Linked DNA regions of Triticum aestivum: regions 1 and 2 are each linked to region 3. Evidence: chromatin contacts called from public Hi-C data. All regions are on one chromosome and are shown on one strand. Each heading gives the region's core, a stretch centred on a gene start, on an enhancer-like site or on the middle of the called end of the contact. The rest is flanking DNA. Distances are from core to core; before and after follow the strand shown.

Region 1 (3,992 bases), core at 1,131-3,630, 190 kb after region 3:
GTTGACAATATTAGAGTCTTTAAGCCTGTCGTTCAACCCAGATAGCATCTATTTGAGTTGACTGAGAAATATTACGAGGCATGTCTATGTAATAAAACACTCCTTTCAAGTCAAGTAAAGTGCCCATCATATTTCTCTTTTCTTTTTTCTTTCTTGGTGTGGGAAGTGTCGCATCCCTCTGTAGCCTGTAGGTTATCAAACCACATGTTATAATTTTGGTAACACTTGGGACATGACTATGCTGTTGATTTTAAGTTCCCATTTTGTTGTTTGGCATGGACTATTTGGGGTTTCTCTGAAATAAGCTTCTCTAATGCAGGAAAACAACATGAATGAAATTAAGAGATTTAATAAAGAGATACGCCAGGATTTGGTGGAGATGATGAAAGGCTTTGTAACAAGTCAGGTATAAATTTCAAACTTCAATTCTGAATCATTCTTCTGGTTGCCGGTTGTACGACCCTTTGAATTTTTGTAATGCAAAATCAAAAGATAAATACATCAGTTGAGTATCTGTCTACCATATTACCTATTGCAATTTGCTGTAAATATATCTTCATAGCCCCATTATTTTAAATTCTGTATCCCATATTAACCCAAAATGTTACCCAGTACCATTGCATAGTATTGCCCAGTTTGAAACCAGAAGTTAGTAATGATGCCCACTGTGGCTACTGCACAGTTGCTCCCTTTTCTGCAAAAGTGCAAAATGAACATTTGGAAATTGGTATGTGGTGACCATGGCTGTATGAATTTTCCGCTGCACAACTTTGGATTGTACTGTATGTTTGTATGCATGAAGCAGAAGTGAGTTGTCGGTCCACTTGATGTTTGCAGTCCCACCTTTCTTATCTTGCATCGTTATATCGACCTAAGAGCATGTGAAGCATGTTCCTTTTTCATGTTTCTGCTGGTTGGTTACCTAGAGCTTGAGCAACACATAAAGAAACAATTCCAAGGCTTGCAGAAAGTAGAAACCATGTCGACCTAGCGACTGGTAGGGGTGTCCAATTGCCACGTGTTATTAGGTTGTAGGAGTACATCGTGTCGACTATAAAATATAAATGATATGGTATATTGTTATTTGTTGTGTTTATTTCTCTATAGCAAAGGAAAGGATAAACCCTGATTAAGATGAGCAAACCAATGCCCATATGTCAAACACTGTATGCTTCATGGTAATTTGGTAGTGATGTGAAAATCTACACTGTGTATGACATTGTTTTGGAAGACATAGTCTGTTCTGCATGGATAGGGAGGTAGTGTTTGATTGGATAGTATAGATAACATCTGAAATGATTTTTGGTCCACTGTTGCGCATTGGCAGGCAATGTTGGTCGCCTTTTTTGGCCAAGAAAAGTTCATCGCACATGGAACTATTTTAGCTTTGCAACACCGCCTCAGTAAATAATTTTCCAAAGTTCAAATCAGGCAACCTAGATGGTGTTGTATGATATTCAAAATTATATAATACCAGTAGGTGCATACAATTTGCTGGTGGGAGTGGGTGGGACACCATCTTGTTTTCAACACTTATGAGTTCTCTATAACTCTTTGAAAATAAACAGTGGATTTCACAGTATCAACAATTTGATCATCGCAAAAGCTAACTAAATTGCCATGTATTTTGTCAATGTGCAGGTTGCACAGTCAGACAATATTGCTAGTATATGGGCAAAGTTAGCAGAAGACACAAAGGGATACGCGGACAGGAGCAGCTGAAGTAGGATGTAAATATAGGTGTGAATTTTGAGCCACTCATCTGAAGCATCAACATTGGTTACCACATTGAGATTCGTGTCATCACTCGCTCGGTGATTTAGGCGATATGTGCAGAGACAGTTTCCACTCCCCAAGGGGCATTGAGATTGGTCAAGGATTTTCTTGGAGGTAGCTATCTCCGGATGTGTACCTGAAAATTTGTCAGGAAAGATAGAACAAATCCTGGACCGCAAAACCGACACATCTGCTTTCCCCCCAGTTTTTCCCCACCCTGGGTTTAGCTGTAATGCTGAGTTTTCTCTGTACAATTACGCGGCACTAGCTGACTGGAGTTCCCTGCTTCCTGAGAGAACCATATAGCACATGAGAAAGATTCTTTTCAGTACTTAAGAAGTGTTGCAGGCTTGCATTTGCTATCTCGAGATGTATTTTCCTTTGTTTTCTTTCAGGAAAGGGATTGGGTTTGATATTATGCTGCGCATCACCAGGTTTGTGCGGAAGGTGAGCCACTCATCTCCGACGAGGCTGACTGGTTGGGATATGCTCGCGGAGACGCGAGCCAGTGGTATGGTCGGCAGCTAGTAGCCATTCCTATCACGCAATCAGGCACCAGGCATAGGGGTGACCCTTTGCGAGCTCCCTGAGACGCCGCGTATGCATGTTCAAGCTCCCGCCACGAAACCCGAAGAACGAGAGCTAGTTGCCATGAAAAAAATTCCACCCCGGCGAATTCCGCCCAAAAATCCGCTGCTGTCCCTGTCTCTGCCAAACAATTATGGTACGATCTGCGGCGTGGTGCCTCTTTGTCCGCTACTTGGACGCAATGTCGACCAGCTTCAAGCACTTCAAACGCGTGGTGAGAAATGCTTCCAAGTTCTTGATTTTTACTGGGCATGTCTTGGAGAGGTGAGAAGAAGGCGTACGTAGCTCTGCTGTGCAAACAGTTGTACAGTTGTACTGCCGTGCTGTAGTACCAGCAAGGGATAGTTAGCCAACGGCCACAGGCTACTCCGTCTCTTGTTGCCTCGCTCCACTTCCCCCCTGGCCGCCGGCGCGCCTCCGGCGACGTCTCCGCCCGGGGAGAATGCTGCCCCACGCGCCCTCCCGTTACCCGGGCGCCGCCAAGTTCAAACCCCTCGTCCCCGCCAAACCGCCACTCTCTCCCGCGTCCTCCTCCTCCTCCCGCGGGAACCTCTGCGCCGCCGCCGCCTCCCGCCGCGACTTCCTCCTGCTCGTCCCGTCCCTGGCCGCAGCGTCCACGGCCCTCCAGTACCTCCCCCTCGCGGCCTCCGCCGCGGACGATGAGAAGCCGGCCCCAACACCGCCGCCAGCTCCGGCCCCAGCACCGGCTCCGGAGCCCGACGGGGAGGCGGCGCTGTCGAGGATGTACGACGCCACGGTCATCGGCGAGCCGCAGGCCGTGGGGAAGGACGCGCGCGGGAGGGTGTGGGAGAAGCTCATGGCCGCGCGGGTCGTCTACCTCGGGGAGGCCGAGCTCGTGCCCGACCGCGACGACCGGGTGCTCGAGCTCGAGATCGTCAGGAAGCTGGCCGCTCGCTGCGCGGACGCCGGGAGGACCCTCTCCCTCTCGCTCGAGGCCTTCCCCTGCGACCTCCAGGAGCAGCTCAACCAGTTCATGGATGGGAGGTTTGCTACTGCACTTTTTGTTAATTGGAACGAATTTTACCTGTTCCTAGTTGCCACAATTCATAATTCTAACCGAGATACGTACAATGCAGGTAGAATTTTCTACATGCTCAGAGCTTTGTGAACCAGTTCATTGATATTGTGGTTTCATTTTGATAGATTTATATTACTGGGAAGTTAAGAGTAGTTTCGACTCAGGATTTAGAATATCGATTACAGAAAATTTTATACCTCGTGGAAACATTTTGAATTTCCAAAAAAAAGGAATTATTCCAATAAAAATTCACTGAATTAGACCCAGTTTAAATTTGATTTGAATTAATTTGGATCTCGTCAGAAATTTTGTGATAACAAACATTTCAGGACCCACTGAATTTAAGAAAACATATTGAAATTTTTAATCCTTGTTCACCTTTATGGGGAATAGTGTATGTCTATGAGAGCAATTGTGATTTATCGATCAGCCTTGCAATACTTCCTCGACGAACTTCTAACAGGCCTATCTTAATTCAGAATTAACGGCAACAACTTAAGGTTGTACACATCTCACTGGGCACCGGAGCGCTGGCAGGAGTATGAACCTCTTTTAAACTACTGCCGTGATAATGGAATCAAGCTTATTG
Region 2 (3,643 bases), core at 772-3,271, 130 kb after region 3:
GCGGCCGTTACACAACTTGTCATCACTCTTCAGCGAGGACATGTTTGGGAGCGCCTAAGAGCATCTACAGCTGGGCGCTCAAAAGGCCAAAAAACCTTATACGCCCCGGCGGACAGCCTGGTCGCTGATCGGTCGAATAAAACCGACCCAGACGGACGTCCCATACCGGCCCTGAACGCCCGGGCTGACCGGCACCCCACATATCCAGCCCAAATATGTGCGGATATGAGGAGGCCTAGACGCACTCGGGCATGCCCGCCATGTCGGCTCTGGCCCACGCTGGCCCATCCCAACCCCACATATATTCTTTCCCATCCGCTACCCAGACCAAACCTTAGTCACTCCACTTTGCCCTCAAGCTCCCTTCCGGCGATCTCCGACCTTCTTCGGGATGGCGGGCAACAGATCTGAGTCCTTCGTCATCCGATCTATGGACTGGGACCTCATCCTCCGTGGGTCTGAGGAGGAGATGGTTGTCCACATTGCACTCCACCGTACCTGTGAGGAGAATGCCTGAAAACAGTCGGACTTGATCCAACGAGAATCCATAGCTTCCGCAGAAATGCCAGAGACGATGAGGTCTGTCTGCACACCGACCCCTTCGTTCGCTCTGAGTCAGAGGTGCACACTCGCCTCGCGTCCGATGAAAATATGGTGCGGCGTTCCCACCGTGCGAGGCATCAGGCAAGAGAGGCTATGGCAGCCCTCGCGGTACATGCCGATGAGGCGGAGCCACACTCTTCGATGTCGCGACATCGTCGTGGTGGATGTGTCGGGCTCCGACCATGATGGGTTCATAGTTGACCTCACATTGACTGACAACATGCAGGCCACGGACTCCAACGACGAAGAGTAGGACATGGGAGACAGCCGCGCCTCGAGTCCCATGAGTCGGTGCATGTCTCATGTCCTACTCTAACTCGTCGGCGACCGCACCTCCACTTCGAGGGGCTTAGCCGGCCGCTAGACATGGATACGGAGGAAAACAAGGGCGGTCGTCAGCGAAAATTTAGACTAGTTTTATGTTGCATGTAATTGTACAGATTTGAGGTTTCTTCATTCATGTATCCGGTTTTGAAAGAGAAAATTTGAGGTGTGACCTAGATGACCCCTTGTATTTGTTACCAGACAGCCACACTCAGCAAACGCAAACCCTCAAATCCACGTGTGTGGATCATATAGCACAAATTCATCACAATTTAATAGTTCAACAAAGCAAAATAAATCATAGTTCAACAAATCCGGACATGTCAAAATGAAATTGAAGTCCGAGCGTGATGGATGAGTCGTTGGGCGCCATCTGCGTCGCCTCCTCTGTCGTGGATAGCCCTGTTGCCTACTCTGCCTCCATCTTTGTCACCTACTCTACAACAATCATCTCCGCTATCACCGCCTCATACTCCCTATGTTTGTTTATCTCCTTCTACCTCCTGACGAGCCATATCTTCCCTTGCTCATCCAACAGGCTTGTGTCCGCCAACATCATCCTCGAATCCTTCGTATCTCGAGCAAGTTGTAACCTCTCCTTCTCAATCTCTATTATCCAAAAGCCTGGACCTTCTCAATCTCCCATTTGAGACTAACGATGTATGCAACTAATTGATCATGTCCGACATGAGAATGCAAGGTATTGATCGAAAAGGGGCAAGAAAATATACCATGCCCTGCTGTGTCATTTCATTGAATAGGACGTGGGCAGACTAGGCGCCGCCGCTGCCCGTGCTTGTTCACGCCCGTTGGAGCTGCGACGAGTGACACACACTGTCCTCCGGCGCCCGCATTGCCGGAAAACCATCAGGAATAGCCCAATCGGTCGTCGGATGCGGCTCCACTGGGTGGACTTGGGGATTTCTATACCTCTTTCTTCCCGCTTTGCGGTTTGGTCGAGTCACTGATTAATCAGGTCATAATCGCGACACGTAGAACGCTAATGACTTGTGGGTCCCGTGTTAGTCCAGCACCCACTGTGTGTGAGGTGGAGACGGGCGCAGAGCCACCAATCCTCGGAATCATAAAAGTGCTGGCCCAGCCCAGCCAGCGTGCCCATCAATCAATCCGCGGAATCTATCCCCCCCGCAGCAGACGCCATGGCCGCCGCACCGACGCCGCAGCCCTTGCTCCCGGTGACCAACCCCTCCTCCGGGGGCGGCGGCTCTGCCCCGTCCGCCGGCAGCGGCCTCACCGACTCCGCGCTCGCCACGCCGGCCTTCCGGCTCTTCCTCAGCAGGGTCTCCGACACGGCGCGGCGCTCGCTCGCCGACCGCCGCCCCTGGACGGAGCTCATCGACCGCTCGGCCATCTCGCGGCCGGACTCCCTCTCCGAGGCCACCTCGCGATTGCGCCGCAACCTGGGCTACTTCCGCGTCAACTACGCCGCCGTGGTGGCCTTCTCCCTCGCGGCCTCCCTCCTGGCGCACCCCTTCTCGCTGCTCGTCCTCCTCGGCATCCTCGGCGCCTGGTGCTTCCTCTACGTCTTCCGCGCGCCCGACCAGCCCGTCGTGCTCTTCGGCCGCACCTTCACCGACCGGGAGACGCTGCTCGGCCTCGTCGTCTCGTCGCTGCTCGCCTTCTTCCTCACGTCCGTCGCCTCGCTCATCATCTCCGGCCTGCTCGTCGGCGGCGCGCTGGTGGCGGTGCACGGCGCGTTCCGCATGCCCGAGGACCTCTTCCTCGACGACTCGAGCTCTGTGTCAAGCGGCAACACTTCCCACAGGCTGCTCTCCTTCCTCGCGTCGCCCGGATCTGGTGTTTGAGCCTGCGCGAGATCTGGTAGCCTTCTTGCATCAACGAGTTCATCTCAAGTCTGAGTCTAATTTCGCGAGATCTGATTTTGGTTTTAATATGTATCTCCAGTTATTCAAAGATCCGCGTGAAGCTGTATTCTCTCGTATTTGACCAGATGTTAAGCATTAGCAAATTGATCACTGTGCACTATGAATCGATTGAGCGTTAGCAAATTGATCCGCATTATTAGCTGTATTCGCTCGTATTTAACCAGATTGTTCATATACAGGTTTTATGGTTTCCACTGTGTCTGCCTTTGCCTGTAGTTTTCTTTTTATCTACTCCCTCCGTTTCTAAATATAAGTCTTTTTAGAGATTCCAACAAGGGATTACATACGAAGCAAAATGAGTGAATCTACAATCTAAAATATGTCTACATACATCCGTATGTTGTAGTCCATTTAAAACCTCTAAAAAGACTTATATTTAGGAACGGAGGGAGTACTTGTTCGAACTCATTTTGGTGCCTGAATTTGGGGTTGTGGTGAGATATTTCGTCGGTCCTTAGAAAACAGTTTCACTTCAGAGCATCTACGTCCGGCCTCCTCAAACGCCTTTATACGTGGCAGCCTCGAAAGCTCGGTCAGTGACCGGACATAAAATTGTGACCCAGTCGGCCTTCTCAAATTGGCTTTATACGTCTAGGCCAACCAGCACCCACATATCCAACCCATGTCTAGAATGAATATGAGGATGCCTGGACCCATCCGTGCGTGTTCGTCACATCGGACCAGACAGACTGGTGCCACCACAAATTAACCAAGTCCGTCAAAATCCAACGCCCTCCTCCTGCGTTCATCCTTCATTTTCTGCGTCCGAGCCCTCGCCGTCCTCTATCATCTGTGTCACCCTAGATGAT
Region 3 (3,498 bases), core at 261-2,760:
ATATACCTTTGATGGAGGAGCCGAGAGTGTTGCATACAGCAGAGACCTCGGCGCGAAGCGCTGCGGAGTAGGGGTCGGCGAAAACAGGGTCGAGGTCAGGGAGGAGATCGCGCACCGCCTCGTACATGTCGATGACACGAAAGAGGCGCTCTGGCGCGCGGCTGGCAGCGGCAACGGCATCGCCGAACGAGATGAGCTGCAGCGCCTGGGTGCGAACCGCGGCGACGAAGGCGAGGTCGCCGTAGGGGGCGAGGCCCTCGAAGACACGGTCGGAGAGGCGGCGCTCGCTGGGGATGAGGATGCGGAACACCATCTTGAAGGCCGGGATCCAACGCGCAATGTCGAACTCCAGCTCCTCCCAGGGCAGGGAGTGGACCTCGTCGGAGGTGCGCGAGCGGATGCCGAGGCGCGCGACGCTCTCGTCGATGAACCCGCGGCGCGCGGCCGCGTAGGCCTCGGCGCACTCGCGGCCGAAGCCGGCGTCCACCATCCTCCGCGCGATCTGGTGCACGTCGGAGACGGACCCCGGGGGCAGGGCGTCGATGACCACGTCGAAATCCGTGACCGGCTTGGCGATGGGGATTGGCTCGTCGCCGTAGCCGTCGTCCGCGTCGTAGTCCTCGTCGTCGCTCTGCTCGGAGTCGAACCCGCCGGGCGCCGCCGGGGCCGCGTCGTCGGGGCGCTCGATAAGCGCCCGGAACTCGTCCTCCAGCCGGGCCATGCACCGGCTGAGCAGCTCGTCGGCGCGGTCGAGCAGCCCGCGGTTGGTCCCCGCCGCGTCCAGCTCCTGCACGGTGCCGATGAGGTCGTCCACCGCCTCCAGGAAGGCGTCGGCGTCGGCGGAGTCGGCCCAGACGAGCCTCTCCATGGTCACGAACTGCGAGATCTGCCGGTCCAGCGTGCGCACGGTCCGCTCCAGCGACGTGACCGGCGCCGGCATCGCCGCCGCCGCGGCCGAGGGCAGCACGGGCGGGGGCGAGGAGGCCGGCATCGACATCGAGTGCTCCCCGGCCCCTCCTCCTCCGGCCGCGGCCGCCGCGGCGTAGAGCTTGTCGAGCGACAGGCGGCCGTCGTAGTTGGAGAAGACCTTGAGTATGTCCTCCGTCATGGTGCCGGTGCGGCCCAGCGTCTTGGCGATGTGCTGCACCGTGGCCAGCAGCTTCTCCTCGCCGTCCTCCGCCATCGGCCGCGACAGGGACCCGACGCCGGACGGCACTCCCGGCGAGATGAGGTTCGAGCTAGGGTTTGTTTGGTCACGCGGCGCGGCGGAGGGAGCTCGTTGGAGTGGCTGCGGTGGGGGAGAGCGGTGCTGTTCTGTGCCGGACAGCGACAGCTCGTGAACTGGGCGCTCACCTGCTAGCAGAGCACGGCTGTAAAATTGCGACGTCTTGGTAAAAAATTACCGTGGGGAGAGGAGGGTAAATTCGCTGTGGGCGGTGGATCGGGGTGTTGTTTCGCCGGGTGAACGGTCGAGTAAAAATTTGGTGACCTCGGGAGAGGGGAAAGGATGGGAGGCCGGGCCAGAAAGCATGAATAAATGCGGGCAGCGACACCGATCGGGAAGACGGTGAGGGTTTTTTAATTCTCGCTGACAGGTGGGGACGGGGCCGACGAAGCGTAGCGCTAGGGTTTTGGACATTTGGTCGCGTCGACACGGAAAGGTTTTAGGGACAAAGTGCGGCAGGGATCGCGTGATCAACGGGAAAGTGGTGGTTGTTGGCTGCTTAACTTTTTTTTTTCGAGGAACCGGCAGGAGCACTGCCTTTTCATTTCAGACGAAAAAGAGGGTTTATGTACAAAGATGACAGGTTTTTCCGGGGAAACCTGACGAAACCCTTATAAGAACCGTTGTGGTATGCTAAGTGAACCAAATCACCCAATGTCGGTCGCCACTTGTGCCCTGCCAAAGGCGCAAGCCCGCATTCTTATGTCGTCGAGCGCGATGGCCGCCACCTCCAGGTGAGTGAGGCGAGTGCCGATGAATATCCGGCGGTTGCGCTCCTTCCAGATATTTCAAATGGTGTAGAGGAAGTGACCGCTACGCCGGCGTCTTTCATCCTTGGACAGGGGACAGATAAGCCGCTCCCACCAGTCGGAGACTCCCATGGGAGGCGGAATTGTCATCATGTTCGTCGGCGCCTCCCCGGTCCATGCCTGAACATGCGACCAAACCGCAATCGCAAATGGGCAGTCCTTGCAGAGGTGAGTTGCCGTCTCCGGTGCTCCCAGACACAGCGGGCATGTAGGATCGTGCGGCCATCCGCGAATAGCGAGCATGTCGGCCGTGAGGATCTTTCCATGGAGCACCAGCCAGGAAAAGAGCTTGCATTTGGGTTCCGCGTGTGCCTCCCAAATCTTCGTCGGCGAGAACCTGGGGAAGGAGCCAGAGAATTGGGCAGTATATGCCGAAGCCGCGGAGTAGATTCCATTTGTAGTCCAACGTCAGGAGATGGAGTCCTCCCTGTCCATAGACAGTGTAACCTGGGAGGTCAGAGATGCTATCGAGATGAATTCCTGCAGGTGTATGGGAGACTGAAGGCGGGCGACTGATCTGATCCAGTTATCCTCGTGCAGCTCCTTGGACACTGTTCTCTGCTTTCTTGTGGCGATTTTGTATAATCCGGGAGCCAGCATCCTAAGGGGACCCTTTCCGGTCCAGTCATCATGCCAGAACAGAGCTTTGTGGCCGTTACCCAGCACGATGGAGGTCGAAGCTCTGAATAGCGCCATATCCGAGTCGTCGCAGGGTAGGGCAGAGCCCACCCACTGACGGTCAGGGTCGGTACACATTAGCCATGGCCAGCGTAAGCGGAGAGCCCGACCAAATCTCTCTAGGTCTGTGATTCCCAGCCCACCTAGGGCCTTTGGCCTGCACACCGTCTTCCAGTTTACCAGGGAGTGCCCTCCGGTCGCATTCTCGGAATTGTCGCCTTGCCATATGAAGTTGCGAGAGATCTTGCTAAGCTTATGGTTGGCCCACGCCGGAAGAGGGAGCGCAGTGAGGTGATGTGTGGCCATGGCGCATAGCACAGACTTTGCCAAGGAGACCCTTCCCAGCCTCGCAAGGTTCTTTCCCTTCCATCCCGGAAGCTTGCCCATTGCTTTGTCTATGAGAGGTTGCAGATGAACCCGCTTGAGCCTTGAGGTATGCAGGGGAAGGCTCAAGAACTTAGTTGGGAATGTAGCGATCTTCACAGGGAATCCCGATAAAATGTGGGTGAGGTCAATCTGCAGGCAGCGAATAGGGAACACCTCCGTCTTGGTCATGTTGGTAATGAGACCCGATGCCTCCCCAAAACAGGCAAGTATCCCCGCAATGGCGTCCAATTCTTCCTTCACAGGGTTGGCAAAGATGCCCGCGTCATCAGCGTAAAGTGAAATTCTGCAGGAAGCCGAACGAGCCTTGATCGGCTGCAGAATCCCGGCGTTGGAGGCAGCCCGGAGCATAAGCTGAAGCGGGTCAATTGCAAGGATGAAAAGCATGGGGGACATAGGGTC

Evidence for each region. A called contact is a pair of places that touch in the nucleus more often than the background predicts.
Region 1: a contact with region 3 is called in a Hi-C map of leaf, with 7 times the contacts expected there. The contact joins the promoter of LOC123079613 here to the promoter of LOC123079618 in region 3. A contact is called at or near these places in 2 of 5 Hi-C or Micro-C datasets (both in leaf).
Region 2: a Hi-C map of leaf shows a contact between it and region 3, with 2.7 times the contacts expected there. The contact joins the promoter of LOC123079616 here to the promoter of LOC123079618 in region 3. A contact is called at or near these places in 2 of 5 Hi-C or Micro-C datasets (both in leaf).

What each region holds. Positions count from the first base shown.
Region 1 is chr3D:455,539,728-455,543,719 of IWGSC CS RefSeq v2.1, reverse strand. It overlaps LOC123079613 (protein RETICULATA-RELATED 6, chloroplastic), which reads left to right and starts at 2,380. Exons shown (of 7, transcript XM_044502409.1): 1 at 2,380-3,369; 2 at 3,883-3,992. The coding sequence starts at 2,807. It overlaps LOC123079614 (sorting nexin 2B), which reads left to right. Exons shown (of 5, transcript XM_044502410.1): 4 at 320-406; 5 at 1,642-2,107. The coding sequence ends at 1,722.
Region 2 is chr3D:455,601,122-455,604,764 of IWGSC CS RefSeq v2.1, reverse strand. LOC123079616 (PRA1 family protein B2) reads left to right here and starts at 2,021. Exons shown (of 1, transcript XM_044502412.1): 1 at 2,021-2,938. The coding sequence starts at 2,088. The coding sequence ends at 2,753.
Region 3 is chr3D:455,733,977-455,737,474 of IWGSC CS RefSeq v2.1, reverse strand. LOC123079618 (exocyst complex component EXO70B1) reads right to left here and starts at 1,510. Exons shown (of 1, transcript XM_044502413.1): 1 at 1-1,510. The coding sequence starts at 1,183.